2 separate regions of the Sus scrofa genome follow, and region 1 is linked to region 2. A link is a contact called in public HiChIP or PLAC-seq data. All regions are on one chromosome and are shown on one strand. Each heading gives the region's core, a stretch centred on a gene start, on an enhancer-like site or on the middle of the called end of the contact. The rest is flanking DNA. Distances are from core to core; before and after follow the strand shown.

Evidence for each region. HiChIP or PLAC-seq counts read pairs in DNA pulled down with a chosen protein or histone mark.
Region 1: a contact with region 2 is called in an H3K27ac HiChIP or PLAC-seq map of skeletal muscle. The contact joins the promoter of KIAA1614 here to the promoter of ACBD6 in region 2. A contact is called at or near these places in 2 of 2 datasets of contacts at active chromatin or transcription factors (alveolar macrophages and skeletal muscle).

What each region holds. Positions count from the first base shown.
Region 1 is chr9:122,481,035-122,487,806 of Sscrofa11.1, reverse strand. KIAA1614 reads right to left here and starts at 3,758. Exons shown (of 10, transcript XM_021063756.1): 1 at 3,611-3,758; 2 at 333-1,258. The coding sequence starts at 3,657.
Region 2 is chr9:122,111,495-122,118,839 of Sscrofa11.1, reverse strand. ACBD6 (acyl-CoA-binding domain-containing protein 6) reads left to right here and starts at 2,809. Exons shown (of 8, transcript XM_003130348.5): 1 at 2,809-3,588; 2 at 6,793-6,857. The coding sequence starts at 3,367.

The DNA of each region.
Region 1 (6,772 bases), core at 2,509-5,008, 370 kb before region 2:
GGTCCACTAGGCAATGAGGGTGCGTCACCTGAGGAAGACGCAAAGAGCCACCCAGAAAGAACTCCAAGCCACAGGGAAGAAGTGGGGTGGCCCCGGCCCAAGGATAGAGGATGGCCTCCCACTGGTCGGGGGGATCTTGGGGCTCGTCAGCAGATGGGGCTGAGGTGGTCAGGCAAAGCCGAGAAGAAGAGGACATGCCGACGAATTTGGTGACAGGCAGCCATGCTCGCGGCCTCTCCCAGCCAACCCCTCGGGGCAACCCCAGTCCCCTTGCCTTCTCCCGGGCTCCCTCCTGTCGCCCCCCGCATCCAGACCCACGGAATGGGCCTTACCTGGCGCAGCGCCGTCCCAGGATGAAGTCCAGGCTGGGGTTCCCGCCTTGGAGGGGCCCTGCCCCCCAGTACTCAGCATCTCCTGCAGCAGAAGGCGGTTCCTCTCCACACGGTCAGACAGGGACAAGGTGCCGCGCCCAGGGTCTCCGGCTCTCCAGAGCTCCCCCCGCGGGACTGGCCTGGGGACAAAGTCCTCCTCAGAGGTCGGAGACGAGCTGTCCAGGTCTCCCTGTGTGACTGGACCATCCTGCAGCGGGTATGGCCTTCCTTTCCTCGGGCTGGGCATGTATGTGGTTTTGGGACAGGAACTCGGGCCCCCAGGCTGGCCTGCAGGGACCCTGTGCATGGGGCTCTCTTGCCCAGAGCCAGGCCCTGGCAGCAGAGCCCTGTCACAGTCAGGCAGGGGCCGTAGCACTTCTGGAGGCCGCGGGCTCCTCCTGTTCCAGCACTCGAGCCCAGGGGCAGGCGACCGGGGGGGCCCGGCACCCCCGTTCCCGGCAGACTCCTCAGTGACGCTGCCGTCCAGTGGCCTGTCGTCGTGGTTCTGAGCATGGAGGGCCATCCCAGCATCGGGCAAGCAAGACCCCTCTGCCGGGGTCCTGGGTCCACCCACCTTGACGCGCCTGCCTTTGGGTTTCTTGAGGGATGGCCGCTCCTGAGAAGGGAGGCCGGGGCCTGCCCCCTGTTTGCCTGTCATCTTCTCCTTCAAGGCCCTCACCTTGGACTCCAGCACAGAGGGGCCTTGGAGCTGTGTCCCCCACACCCTGGGAGGCTGGGGAGCCATGGGGCTGGGTGTCCTGTCTTCTCGAGGACAGGGCCAGTGTCTTGGGAGGTGTCCGTTCTCTGGCTGTGGCTCAGGGCCACTTCTCTCCACAACTGAGGTCACCTCCATGGAGCTGGCTGTTCGACTCCCTATTTGGGGTCCTCTGGAGAAGAAAGCAGACAGAGCTCCTTAGACCCAGCACAGGGCGAGCTCCAGAGAGCGGGGTCCCCAAAGTGCCTCAATATAGAGCCCTGTTTTGAGGAAAATAACTTGGGGTCAGAGCAGAGAATGCCCCCTAGGTCATGCGGAAACATCTCAGAGAGTATAAATCATTGCATGGTACAAATAAGTTATTACTGAGGTTTTTCTTCCAAGTCTGAAGAGTGTTCTCAGTTTTTTCCACCCCCATGTTACAGGTGGGGCACAATGAAGCTTCTGCCCAGCGTGGACCAGAGTGAAAATGGGGGCCAGATTCCCCCGTGCCTGGCCTCTTACTTTGCTGACAGGTGTCAGGCCTCAGGGAAGGATGTCAACATTGGCTAATAGCCAGCAAGCTCTTCCCTTTCCAAGGAGCGCCATTGCCGAGGATGGACCGAGGAAGGTGCCACCCAGGAATCTGACCCTCTGCTGGAAGGTGTCCCCTTGGCACAAACCATAGGACAGCCACATGGGGCTGTGCCCACACGGTAGCCAGGATCAGGCACCAACCCCTACCAGCATCTGCTCTGTGCCAGGCATGCCTGCCAGCACTTTCTAATATACTCTCTAAAATATTCCTCGTGCAGTTCTGCTGGAACAGGAGCATTATCCGCATTTTCCAGAGAACCAGAGATACAGAGAGATCAGGTGACACAGGTGCTGGGGAGGCCGGGAGGAGAGTGCAAAGCTTCCCCTCCCAAGGCCAGGTCTCTTTAGCACTCATGACCATTCACTCTCACACCCCTTCTTACAAGAATATTGGTCTAGAAAGGTTAAGTGACTTGTCCAAATTACACAGCTCCTTGATGCCATGGTTGATATGTCTTCACAGGGAATAAAAGTGAGCTGGGAACTTATTCCCCAAGCTATCCTATGCACACATACACGCCACAAGGTCTTAATATTTATCCTGCTCTCTGAGAAACTGCTCCTTAAACGCTGTACATCTAGATTTGTCCCACTTGAAGTAAACAGCATGTATAAAATCCATATTTAGGAGTTTCCACTGTGGCACAACAGGATCGCGCAGGTTCGATCTCCGGCCCAGCATAGTGGGTTAAGGATCCTGTGTTGGGATCTGATCCCTAGCCCCGGAACTCTATATGCTGAAAGGTGGTCAAAAAAGAAAAAAAAAATTATTTTTATTTTATTTTATTTTTTTTCAGGGCTGCACCTGTGGCATACGGAAGTTGCCAGTCTAGGGGTCGAATTGGTGCTGCAGCTGCCGGCCTATGCCACAGCCATAACAACACAGGATCCAAGCCACATCTGTGACCTATCCTGCAGCTTGCTGCAAAGCAGGATCCTTGGGGAGTTCCCATCATGGCGCAGTGGTTAACAAATCCGACTAGAAACCATGGGGTTGCAGGTTCGATCCCTGGCCTCACTCAGTGGGTTAAGGATCCGGCATTGCTGTGAGCTGTCATGTAGGTCGCAGGCGCAGCTCAGATCCCGCGTTGCTGTGGCATAGGCTGGGGGCTACAGCTTCGATTAGACCCCTAGCCTGGGAACCTCCATATGCCATGGGAAGCAGCCCTAGAAAAGGATTAAAAAAAAAAAAAAAAAAAAAAAGCAGGATCCTTAACCCACTGAGAGAGGCCAGGGATGTAATCCACATCCTCATGGAAACTAGTCAGGTTCTTAACCCACTGAGCCACAGTGGGAACTCTGGAGAAAACATTTTAAAAATCCATACTTACATAAGTTACAAGTTAGGAATTAATATAGTTACTTCATATATTGACTAAAGATTCACTGCAGGATTCTCTTAAATGCCAAGTCCCTCTATGGTCATTTATGATGATTCAATTTATACATGTTTCAGGAAGGCACATAGTTCATAAAGCAAAATACACACAGGAGTGTGAATGTCACATCATTTTAAGCCAGTGAAGTTTAAGCACTATCTCTGGAAGGATGGATCACTTCCTGGACCAGTTAATCAAGAATTTATCAACTAGGTCTCTGCAGCCGACCACTGATTCCACTCTTCTGTGGTTCAGTCCCGAAAGCAGAGGATGTGAACGTAATGGGGAGCAATTTCCGTTCCCCTAAAAGAATTCTCTTTCAGGTCAACTCTGGAAGCGCATTCCAGAGATCATCCATCTCTGGAGACCTGAAGGAGGAGACCTTCCACTGGGGAACCGTGGGGGTACCGACCAGTCTGCGGCCCAAATGCTGGACTCGCTCCAACCGGGAGGGGCTGAAATGAGGGTGGACGTGAAGGCTGGGCTTCCCCCGCGACCCTTCCTTCGGTTTCCCCTCGGGGGGTCCCGCACCTCCGGCCCGCCCGGCGCCTCACCTCCTCCGTACTCACTGAAGGCTGCCGCCGGCGGGTCGGCCCGCCGCCTCCATGCCCTCCATCCCCGGGAGAAGCGAGGCCCTTCGCTCGCTCGCTCTCCTTCCCTCCCAGGCCCGCTTCGGGGACCCGGGCGCGCGGGCTCCGGCCGGGGCTCCGGGAGCGCGGCCCGCAGGCCTCGGCCCTCGGGGCGCGCCCGGCTCGGCTCCCGGCTCTGCGGGCCGCCCCGGGGTCCGGGTGAGGTGGGGCCCGAGGCGCCGCCCCGCGGGCCGCGGCCGCCCTCCGGGTGCGGGGAGAGCGCGCCGGGTGGGCCGGGAGGGCAGGCAGCGGCATGGGCTGCTAGCTCATGGCTGGGCCACGAAGGGGGGAGAGGCCAAGCCCCGCGCCTTCCCGGCCGGGACGGGAAGAGGGAGCGGGAGAGCAGAGAGGAGGGGCGGCGGAAGGGGCTGGAGGAGCGGCCCTCGCCCCCACCCGGCCCGCCCGCCGCCCTCCGCGCTCGCCGCGGCCTGGGTGCCGGCCGCCCGCGCCCCGCCGAGCTGCCCCTCTCGGCGGCGGGGGCGCCGGCGGCGGCGAGCGAGGCCCCCAGACGTCCAAGCAGGGAGCACGGCCGCGAGTCTGGGGTCTCGGATGGGTCACGAGTCGGGGGCGGCCTTCCGGGCCCCCGGACCTAAGCCCTCGTGGTCCGCCTCGCCCCGTCTGCCCGGAGAGCGCCTGCAGCCGAGACTTCGGGAGGGCGCGGCCGTGCGACCAGCCAAGGCTGCGAAAACACCACGTTCTTCCCGAGGGTCGCGGGAGGGCGGGTAGCCCTCCACCCGGGCGTGGGGAGGAGGCTGGGCCGTCGGCTGTCGGCAGCGGGGTGGAAGCTGAGGAATGCCCTTTGTTGGGACAGCTTTTCCGGAGGAGTCGCCCTCTGCGAGGGGCCGTCTCCTTGGAGGTCAAGGTCATTTGTTTCCTCTTTCCAGCGGCACCAGAGAAACCCGAGGGGACGCGAGTTCCCTCAACGTGTTCTGCTAAGGGGGGAGCCAGGTGCCCGCATTGGCAGTCATCTTGGGTAGGAGACCGGTTCTCGGGGCTCCTGGGGACTCCAGACGTGGAAAGAGGCGCAAAGGACTTTACCTGCAGCTGTGGCCCCAGCCAAAGGGAGTTTCTGAATTTCCTTTGAGGGAGGGGTGAGCCTCAACTGTTTTTTGGGGTTTTTTTGGTCTTTTTCTAGGGCCGCACCCGCGGCATATGGAGGTTCCCAGGCTAGGGGTCTAATCAGAGCTGTAGCGCCAGCCTATGCCACAGCCACAGCCACAGCAATGCCAGATCCCAGCTGAGTCTGGGACCTACACGACAGCTCATGGCAATGCCGGATCCTTAACCCACTGAGCAAGGCCAGGGATCGAACCAGCAACTTCATGGTTCCTAGTCGGATTCGTTAACCACTGCATCAGGAAGAGAACTCCCTCAACCGTTTTCAAATCTATTTTCCACCAGGAAACAGTAAGTTAGGACCCAGGAGATTCCGGAAATCTCTATAAAGGGAAAGTGCTGGCTCATCTTTCCTTCTGCCCAAAGGCTTCGCTCTCAAGCCTGGCCACTCTGCTATTTGCACTGATTCGTGCTAGGGTCGCCTCGTGATAATAGGCGTAGCAACAGTAAGGACCTCAGGGTGACCCCGCAGGGAGCAGGGGTGGGTGGCAGGGAAGTGTGGTAACCAGCCAGCCCAGGCCCCCCCTTGAGTTAGTAGGAGTTACCCCGCAGAAGGTGGGGACAGGGGCAGGGCAATAGCACCCCGCCAGGCCTGAGAGCAGCTGTTTGGGTAGCTGTGGGAGTGGGGAGGACTAGCTAATTTAGGAACCTGGGAGATTATCTAGGCCAAACCTTCTGCTACAGAACAGGCCCAAGCTCACGCAGCTCTGGGACAGGTGGTCTACAGAGTCAAAGGTAGGGCCCTTGCAAATAACACCCTCCCGGCTCCATATTCTCAGGGTAAGTAGTTGCTCCAATAGGGAACTTACCACTCTGTGCTTATTAGTACTGATCACTTCAGTAACTAGGACTAGTTATGGAGGGCATCCAGTGCACCTGGCCTTGGGTTAAGCACCTTACACTCCTTATCTCAGATTGCGGCCTTAAGAGATGGGTACTCTTTATTGTCTCCTTTCTACGGATGAGGAAACTGAGTCAGGTGATCTGCCCAAGATCATAGAGCTAGTAAGTCCAAGACCCTCACATTAACCACATAGCAGAGTGCTGTCGCCAGCAGTCACGTTCAACTTGGAAAGGTTTTGTTAAAAAAAAAAAAAAAAAAATCCAGGAGTTCCCGTTGTGGCGCAGCAGAAACAAATCCGACTAGGAACCATGAGGTTGCGGGTTCGATCCCTGGCCTTGCTCAGTGGGTTAAGGATCTGGCGTTGCCATGTCTACACTGCACGTGCGGCTTGGATCCTGCGCTGCTGTGGTTGTGGCGTAGGGTGGCAGCTGTAGCTCCAATTCCACCCCTAGCCTGGGATCCTCCATATGCCGCAAATGCAGCCCTGAAAAAAGCAAAAAAAAAAAAAAAAAAAAAAATCAAAAAAGTTGTAAAATGCTGTGATAGTCAAAATATGCTGCCACGGTGGTCCTGCCCTTCCTTTCTGGATCCTTTCTCCCTACCTGTTCTGCCAGCCCAGGGAAACTCCTGTAAACCTCAAAAGGCTCCTTCCTCTCCTCCACCTGCGTTGTCACCCTACCAACAACACTGCTGTTACTGCTTATTACTGGGGACCTCCTTTGAGGCAAGGCATTCTACGGAGAATCTTTTCCATCTTTAAAACAAGCCTGCCAAGGAGGTGCAGTGTGTCCCCACTTTAGGAATATGAAAGTCAGGGTACGGAGAGGTTACAGGGCTTGCCCAAGGCCACACAGCTAGTACAGCCAGAATCTGAATCCAGTTCTGTCTGGATCCAAAAGCTTCTGCTTGCTTCCTCTTTTTAGAGGCAACACTTTGGAGCTCAGATTCATAGAGGTTCTGGCTCCATGACTGCTGCTCCCGCCCCTCCCCCAGAAGTTAATGATCTGTAAGGCAAGGTTCTGAAAGTTCTAGCAAAAGCTTAATATTTAAAGAAAACCCGCCCCCGACCTTTAAAATGCAAATAATCCCCTTTTGATTTCGTCAATACATTTGTTATTTTGCACTTATTATAGGGGGATGAG
Region 2 (7,345 bases), core at 1,560-4,059:
AACAAAAACAACAAAAAAAAACTTTTAACAACAGTGTTGTTTAAAAAATTTTTACTGGAGTATAGGTGTTGTGCTTTTTGGGGGGGTGGGTAGCCCAGATGTGCTACAGCTTGATGTGGGACTTTTGTTTTGTTTTGTTTTGTTTTGTTTTTGCCTTTTCTTGGGCCGCTTCCGTGGCATATGGAGGTTCCCAGGCTAGGGGTCTAATCGGACCTGTAGCTGCCAGCCTACACCAGAGCCACAGCAACGCAGGATCTGAGCCGCATCTGCGACCTACACCACAGCTCACAGCAACGCCGGATCCTTAACCCACTGAGAAAGCCCAGGATCGAACCTGCAACCTCATGGTTCCTAGTCGGATTCGTTAACCACTGAGCCACGACGGGAACTCCTTGATGTGGGATCTTAATTCCCAGACCAGGGATTGACTCCCGGCTGCAGCAGTGAAAGCTCTGACTTCTAGCCACTAGACCACCAGGGAACTCCCAGTTCAATTACTTTCTAACAACAATATTTTTTCTGTTTGCGCAGATTTTGGATTTGCTATTGAATACATATGACTTGTTAATTCAGAATTCTGGTCAGTTCAGGATGTTGTAGTGGAATATTTCACAAAAACATTCCCATCTTCTTTTTGCTCTTCTCCTGTGAAACTACTTACAAAGATCTAGAGCCTTTGGTGAGTGCAAACACTGGGAAATGCTGGCAAAAATAGCTGGGTACTATTCTAATAGCGTAACATTCAGGCCTTTCAGTAAAGTTAACAACACTTCTCAGAATCACTTAAAGAAATGACCAGTTTAAGAACTTACTCTGCTTCTAAAACTTATTTCTTAGAACATCACTCATAGAATTTGTACGAAGTATCCTATGCATATAATCTTATTAACATTTTACTTGCACTGTTTTCAGTGGGGGAGGGGGAGATGAACCTGCGTATAAAATGACAGCTCTACAAGCAAGACTGATTAGAATTTCATGAGATTTTCTCCTGTCTGCTCCTTTCAGGCTCATTTTGGGCTCTAGGTGTTAGCATTTCTTGCTATTGTTTTTGGCTTGTTAGTTTAATTAGGAACTTCTCTATGTTGATTGTTAAACTTTCATCCTGATTGCTTAAGCTTTTATTCTAGTCACATTTTCTCCTGGCTTCCTGATTTCTCAGCTGATTTTCCTTGAGATTCAGAAAAACATACCCATTCCCAATAACTGCTCAAATAGAAACACCCATTGGAAAAACTCTATTCGCTCAAAGTCACCAGATCCTGATTGTTTGGGGCTTCAAACAGAATCTTCAAGAAATCACAGGTTCTCAGGTGTCAGTGATCTTGAGGCAAAGCCCTCCAGGAAGCCCCTATAGTTACCACATTGTGTTTATTTCCATGAGGAAGAACATAAAGTGGAGAACTATGGGTTGTTTCAGTGATCGACCTATGACAGGATTTGTGCTTTGACTGGTAACTAGTGGGGCAGTCTAAGAAACTGGGGGTATGTTCACGATTGGACACTGTCAGGAAGCTGGGACAATTCTATGACTGGGTATCTCAATCAGTCTTATCTATATAGCAGAAAGACTCGCATGAGAACAAACCTGTACTCTGTAAATATGCAAGAGTCACTTATTTTGGCTCAGAGAAAGTGTGTTTGATATTTTGAGTGATCCTGGTTTTGTCTGTGATTAAACAAACTTCTGAAGTGCTTTGCTTTGTCTTTATTTGATCATGGTTTCAGATGCCCTTGACTGAGGTTGGTATTCATGAGGTGATTTCCACCTAATAGGAGGATGATATGGTTTAGCTGTGAGTTCTAGATCAGCTTCTGAATGTCAAGGGCTCTTTTTTTTTTTTCTTTCTTAAATTTTCATTCATATATACTGGATATATAGAAAAGTACATATATTTTAAGTGAATCCACTTGTGTAACCAGCATTTGGTTCAAGAAAGAGAACGCTGTCAACATCCAGAAGCTCCCCTTATGCACCCCAGACCATTCACTGTCCTGATTTCTGACATCATAGGTCCGTTTTGCTTGGTTTTGAGCTTTGAAGCAAAGGAAACACAAAGGATGAGCTTTTGATGGCTTACTGAGCTCTGCTGTTATGAGATTCATTCATGTGCTGAAAACCACGCTTCTACAGAGCCGTACCTCAGAGCTACTGAGAGGCTGACTCCTCGACTTTGGTCCTCGGTTTGGCTCAAACAAAACATTCTTCTATTATTTTCTTTTGGGGCTGCCACAAGGCAGGTGGAGGTTCTCCAGCCGGGGATCAAACCCAAGCCATAGCAGTGACCACGTGGGGTCCTTTACCCGCTGAGCCACCTGGGAAACCCTATTCTTACTATAGATCATTATTTCTGTTAACATTATTATAATCATATTGTAGTTTTTGCAGGTTTCTAACATAGGGCAGAACTAAGCGTATTTCTGGTTTCACTGTCAGTGACTGCCACAGCACAGCGGCAAAGACTGAGCTGGGAACAAGCAAATCAGGCTAAGGGCCACGGGGGTGGGGTCCCATGAGCTCTGCCAGGTGTGGGTTCTGCAAGTCGTGCAAAGCAACACATGAAGAGATTTGACCAATCTCACAGTTTGGGTGCTGAAGGTCCCATCTCCCATATTTTCATTCACTCTACAAGTTAGAACCAATCCCTCCAGCAAGAGAATGCCGACATTCGACGTCCGCTTTGGGACACTGAGGCTACACAATCTGGGGAGGCGGGCGCAGGCGGAACCTTCGTGCTCAGCTCCAAGTTTCCCACGACTCCGCTCCTATCGCTACACTACCAAATAGACGGCCTCCTTCCCCACCCGCCGATGGCCTAGCCCGAGAATGGGTTCCGGTATTTTCAGCAAAACGATTAACGGACATCTGAACGACTCAGGGCACTTTCTCCAAGCAGCGTTTCCCTAGCTCACCGCAAGAGTCCCTTAATTTACTGGAGGGTGCCCAACCCAGAGCTACCCACGTTTCCCTCTCCCAGCGTGTAACAGGGGGCCGGCCGTAGCCCTGGGCGCGTGCTCGGCACTCACGTCGCCCCGCCCCCGCCCCGCCCCCTACCGGCCCCCGTCCCGCCCTCTTTCCGGGACCTCGAGGCCTGTGGCCAGCGGACCCCCAGCGCTGCTGGAGAGACCCCGGATGAGTCCGAGGTCCTGGGTAGCTAGGAGAGGCCGGAGGAGACCTGGGCCGCAGGGGTTAGCCGCAGAGGGTGGCGGAGCCAGCCCTGCACGCGCCGGGCGGAAAAAGGGAGGGAGATAGAGTTAAGGGAGGGAGCGCGGAGTAAGTGAGCTTGGGTCCGACTCAGGGAGGGGACTGGTGGGCCAGGCCCCCAAGACGGCGTTACACCCGGTCTGAAGAAGACAGGCGGACACATGGCCTCGCCATTCCTGCCTTCGGGGGCTACCACGGGCGACAGCGGCGGAGAGCTGAGCTCGGGGGACGACTCCGGGGATGCGGAATCCCTCCAGAGCCCCGAGACCGAGGCGTCCAGGAGCCTGACCGAGCTGTTTGAGAAGGCGGCCGCGCACCTCCAAGGCCTGGTTCAGGTGGCCAGCAGGGAGCAGCTCTTGTACCTGTATGCCAGGTACAAGCAGGTAAAGTCACGAGGAAGGGGTGGATGCGGGTGAACGACCAAAGGCCTCTCTTTTCTCCAAAATCTAATGGTAAATGAGCTTGGTTAATGGCCAGGTGTAGTGAAGTTTTGTGTGTATGTTCTGTTTTTTAATCATCTGCTAAGGATTTGCATCATTCAACAAGCTTGGTTAATGGCCAGGTGTAATGAAGTTTATGTGGGTGCTTTGTTTTTTAATTATCTGTTAAGGATTTGCATCATTCTGGACATGGAAAGGACCTGTCTGCTATCTGAGAAGTGATATTTAGCTGGCTACTGAATGACAGTTTTTCTGTGTCTTCTCTGACTTGCCCAGTGACCTTGCACTTAAGCTTTCACCAGCTTCAGAACCTTTACAAAAATGGGCAAAACACTTGGGGTTTTATGCCTGTGGGGAATGCGGAGAAGCAAAAGCATCATGATACTTGCCATCAAGAGACTTTACAAAGTTAATTGAGGAGTCTAGATTTAAACGGGTGAAAAATTGCTGACTAGAGTTAAATAACAGTTTAGGAAAACTCTAGCTCTTTGGAACACTGGAAGTGATGAAGCTCTGGAGGATAGCCCATTTTCTTTTATAAAAATTTTTTTTGCCTCTTGGTATCTGTTTCCCCTGGGTTTGTTTTGTTTTTGTTTTTTTCTTTTTAGGTCTGCACCCAAGGCATGTGGAGGTTCCCAGGCTAGGGGGCAAATCGGAGCTACAGCTGTTGGCCTACACCACAGACACAACCAACATGGGATCTGAGCCTTGTCTGTGACCTGCACCACAGCTCACAGCAACACCGGATCCTTAACCCAGTGAGCTAGGCCAGGAATCGAACCCTCATCCTCATGGATACTGGTTGGGTTCGTAACCCATTGAGCCACAAGGGGAACTCCCTCCTCTGTATTCTTTAAAAAAAAAACAAAAAAAACAAAAAAAAAGAAAGCTGTGGGCTCCCTCTGTTTTCTTAAACTGAATATAATAGGGTAGATATGAACCTTCTTTTGAAGGTCAATGAGTATCAGTTGTAAAGTGACCTGAGGGATGCAGCTCTAGGAACAAATGGTATAAATTAGAGTGTTGAGTGAAAATTGCCCCTAAATTGGCCTCAGAATTTGTCTTCTTGCAAAAGTTCTGGATATCTTTTGTGGGGGTGGGGTGGGGAGGTTTAATCCTGTCCTTATAACAATGAAATGAGACTTTTAATTATTTAACAAGAATTGATTGTGCATTGTGTTTGGACCAGTAATGTGGCTGACTGATGATTCTCTGGGCATTGTAAGACTCATTTCCTCCAAATTTCATAGAAAGGTTTTTATATCTTTATGTTTTCTGTTCAGAATAGCACTCTATTTTGTCAGTAGGAAGTTGATAAAAATAAGCTGAGCTGTGAACCTTGTTTTCTCCTGCAGGGCCCTAAATGTACCTAACATAATAGCTCTTTTAGTCTTAGATAAGTGTATGGCTCCACAGTCATCTTTCAGTGAAGTTTCAAAAAGATCACACCAATTAACAGGGTTTTTTTGGTCCTCCGTGTATTAGCCTGCACTCTTCCAGCAAACAAGAATGAATTGACATTTGTGAAAATGAGAGGACAATGAAAATTTCAAACCCCTGTTGAGGAGCCTTCAGCACTAGCACAAGTGGGGATACCTAGCATGTCCTCTTACCTTAACTTGGGCACACGTGATTCACTGGCATTTACCATTGGCAACCTTTGTTGAAATATTCTGGATGGATGAGATCTTTGTAGACATAAAGGGTTCTTAGAATTTGAACCTTGAGTGGGACTTTAAGGAGGTAGAGCATTTTAAAAAGCCGAGGGAAGAGAGAAAGGCTTTTCAGGTGGGAGAAATAACATGAGCGAAACAGGATAAAAATTCTTTGGCGTTCCCGTCGTGATGCAGCGAAAACGAATCTAACCAGGGTTCGATCCCTGGCCTCAGTGGGTTAAGGATCCGGCGTTGCCATGAGCTGTGGTGTAGGTCGCTGACGCAGCTGGGATCTGATGTGGCTGTGGTGTAGGCTGGCAGCTGTAGCTCCGACGTGACCCCTGCCTAGCCTGGGAACCTCCATATTCCGCGGGTGTGGCCCTAAAAAGCAAAAACTAACAAACAAACAAACAAAATTCCTAAGGCAGTGAGTAGACCATTTGATTTTAGCAAAATGCAAGTAAGAGTCATAGGAGGTAGTGGGCAGGTCCCTTAGAAGTAAATTCGGTTCAGATTGTGGTATTTAGCTTTACGGAAAGTAGGTATTTTGTTGAATACATTCCTCATGTATGCGTGGTATATTCAACATTTTTTACTGCCTCAAGTTAGATACTATGTTACAGGCAATGAGCGAGTTAAGAATGGTTTCTTAGAGGCTGTGTCCTCATAAAAAGATGAGACTGCACAAAACTTGCTAATACAAGGTAACAGTGAAAAGTGCCATTGGAGAAGTAGAGAGTGAGTGCTGTGAGAGTTTGTCAGAAAGGGAGATTACTTCTGGCAGTGGGAATCAGGTTGTATAGTGAATTCTGCACGTGTGTGAATTTGATTTATGTTTATTCACAGCGAAAATAATTACTGTGTAGTTTAACTGCAAATGTTATTTGAAGATTAAAAATGAGTATTGGCCACACACAAAAGAGGATTATTGTGGCCTAGATAGAATTTATATTGTTGAGAAACCTTAAAATTTTTTTTTGCATGACTTGCAGCATCTAAATTTACGTTGATTAGATTCATAATAGGGCTCTTTAAAATGCTGTGCTTTATCCTAGAATTTGAGAGAGATAAAGTGCTGATAGTGTTATGAGAATCAGCATAGACAATATTATGAATTCTGATAAACTTGTACTTTAAATCTTGTTTATTGCATGTTTAAAATTCTTCTGCATTATAAATGGTAATAAGGATTGCATAATCTATTTGTATAATTTGTTTTATATGTATAATTTGTATACAAATTTGAGACTGCAACTGTTAGTCACTTTTTTTTGTAATGTATTATGGTGTTAGGAAATGATTTTATGTAATAAGCCAAAGCAGCCTGTGTTTACAGTTTGTTTGCTTTTGCAAATAATGTTTTTTTTTGGTTATTCTCTATAGATGTAGATATTTTCTAACCTATAGTTACAAAATATATGTAAAATGGAAAATTTCTCTGACATTTCTTTGAAAAATAAGTTGTTGATTTCTCCCCCTCTGCTTCGTTTAGGTCAAAGTTGGAAATTGCAATACTCCTAAACCAAGCTTCTTTGACTTCGAAGGAAAGCAAAAATGGTAAGAAATTCCTGGGATCCAATGTGGTTATTGTAAATGGTTTAGGTGTTTAGGAATTAGAAAGTAGTGAGCAGATTAAAGAATTATTTTTATATTAATCTCTTTCTGCTGTAGAGTGTGCTAATGACAGGCAGGTGCGAGAGAGATTAAAAGAATCCGATTTTAGATAAGTCTCCTAAAGGGTTCTTATGCCTTGATGTTGGTGTATAAGTAACAGACATACATTCCTCACATGTGAATAGCTTCTAGAAGTGACCATAACAGCTACTGCTTGAAATTTTCCTTCCCTGTCGCATAGTCCCTAATAGGTCACCGCTCTTCTCTGGAGGGATCTTTGGAAGAAGGCCAGGAGAATGGGAAGGGAGAAGAGGGTAAATCCCCGCTTTTCACTCTTCTCCCCTTCTCCTCATCGCTTGTGTTCTTCTGTGCCTTGCCCCTCCCACACCCACAGTAAAGAAGTGCTTTTAATAACCTCTTGGGCAAAAGGG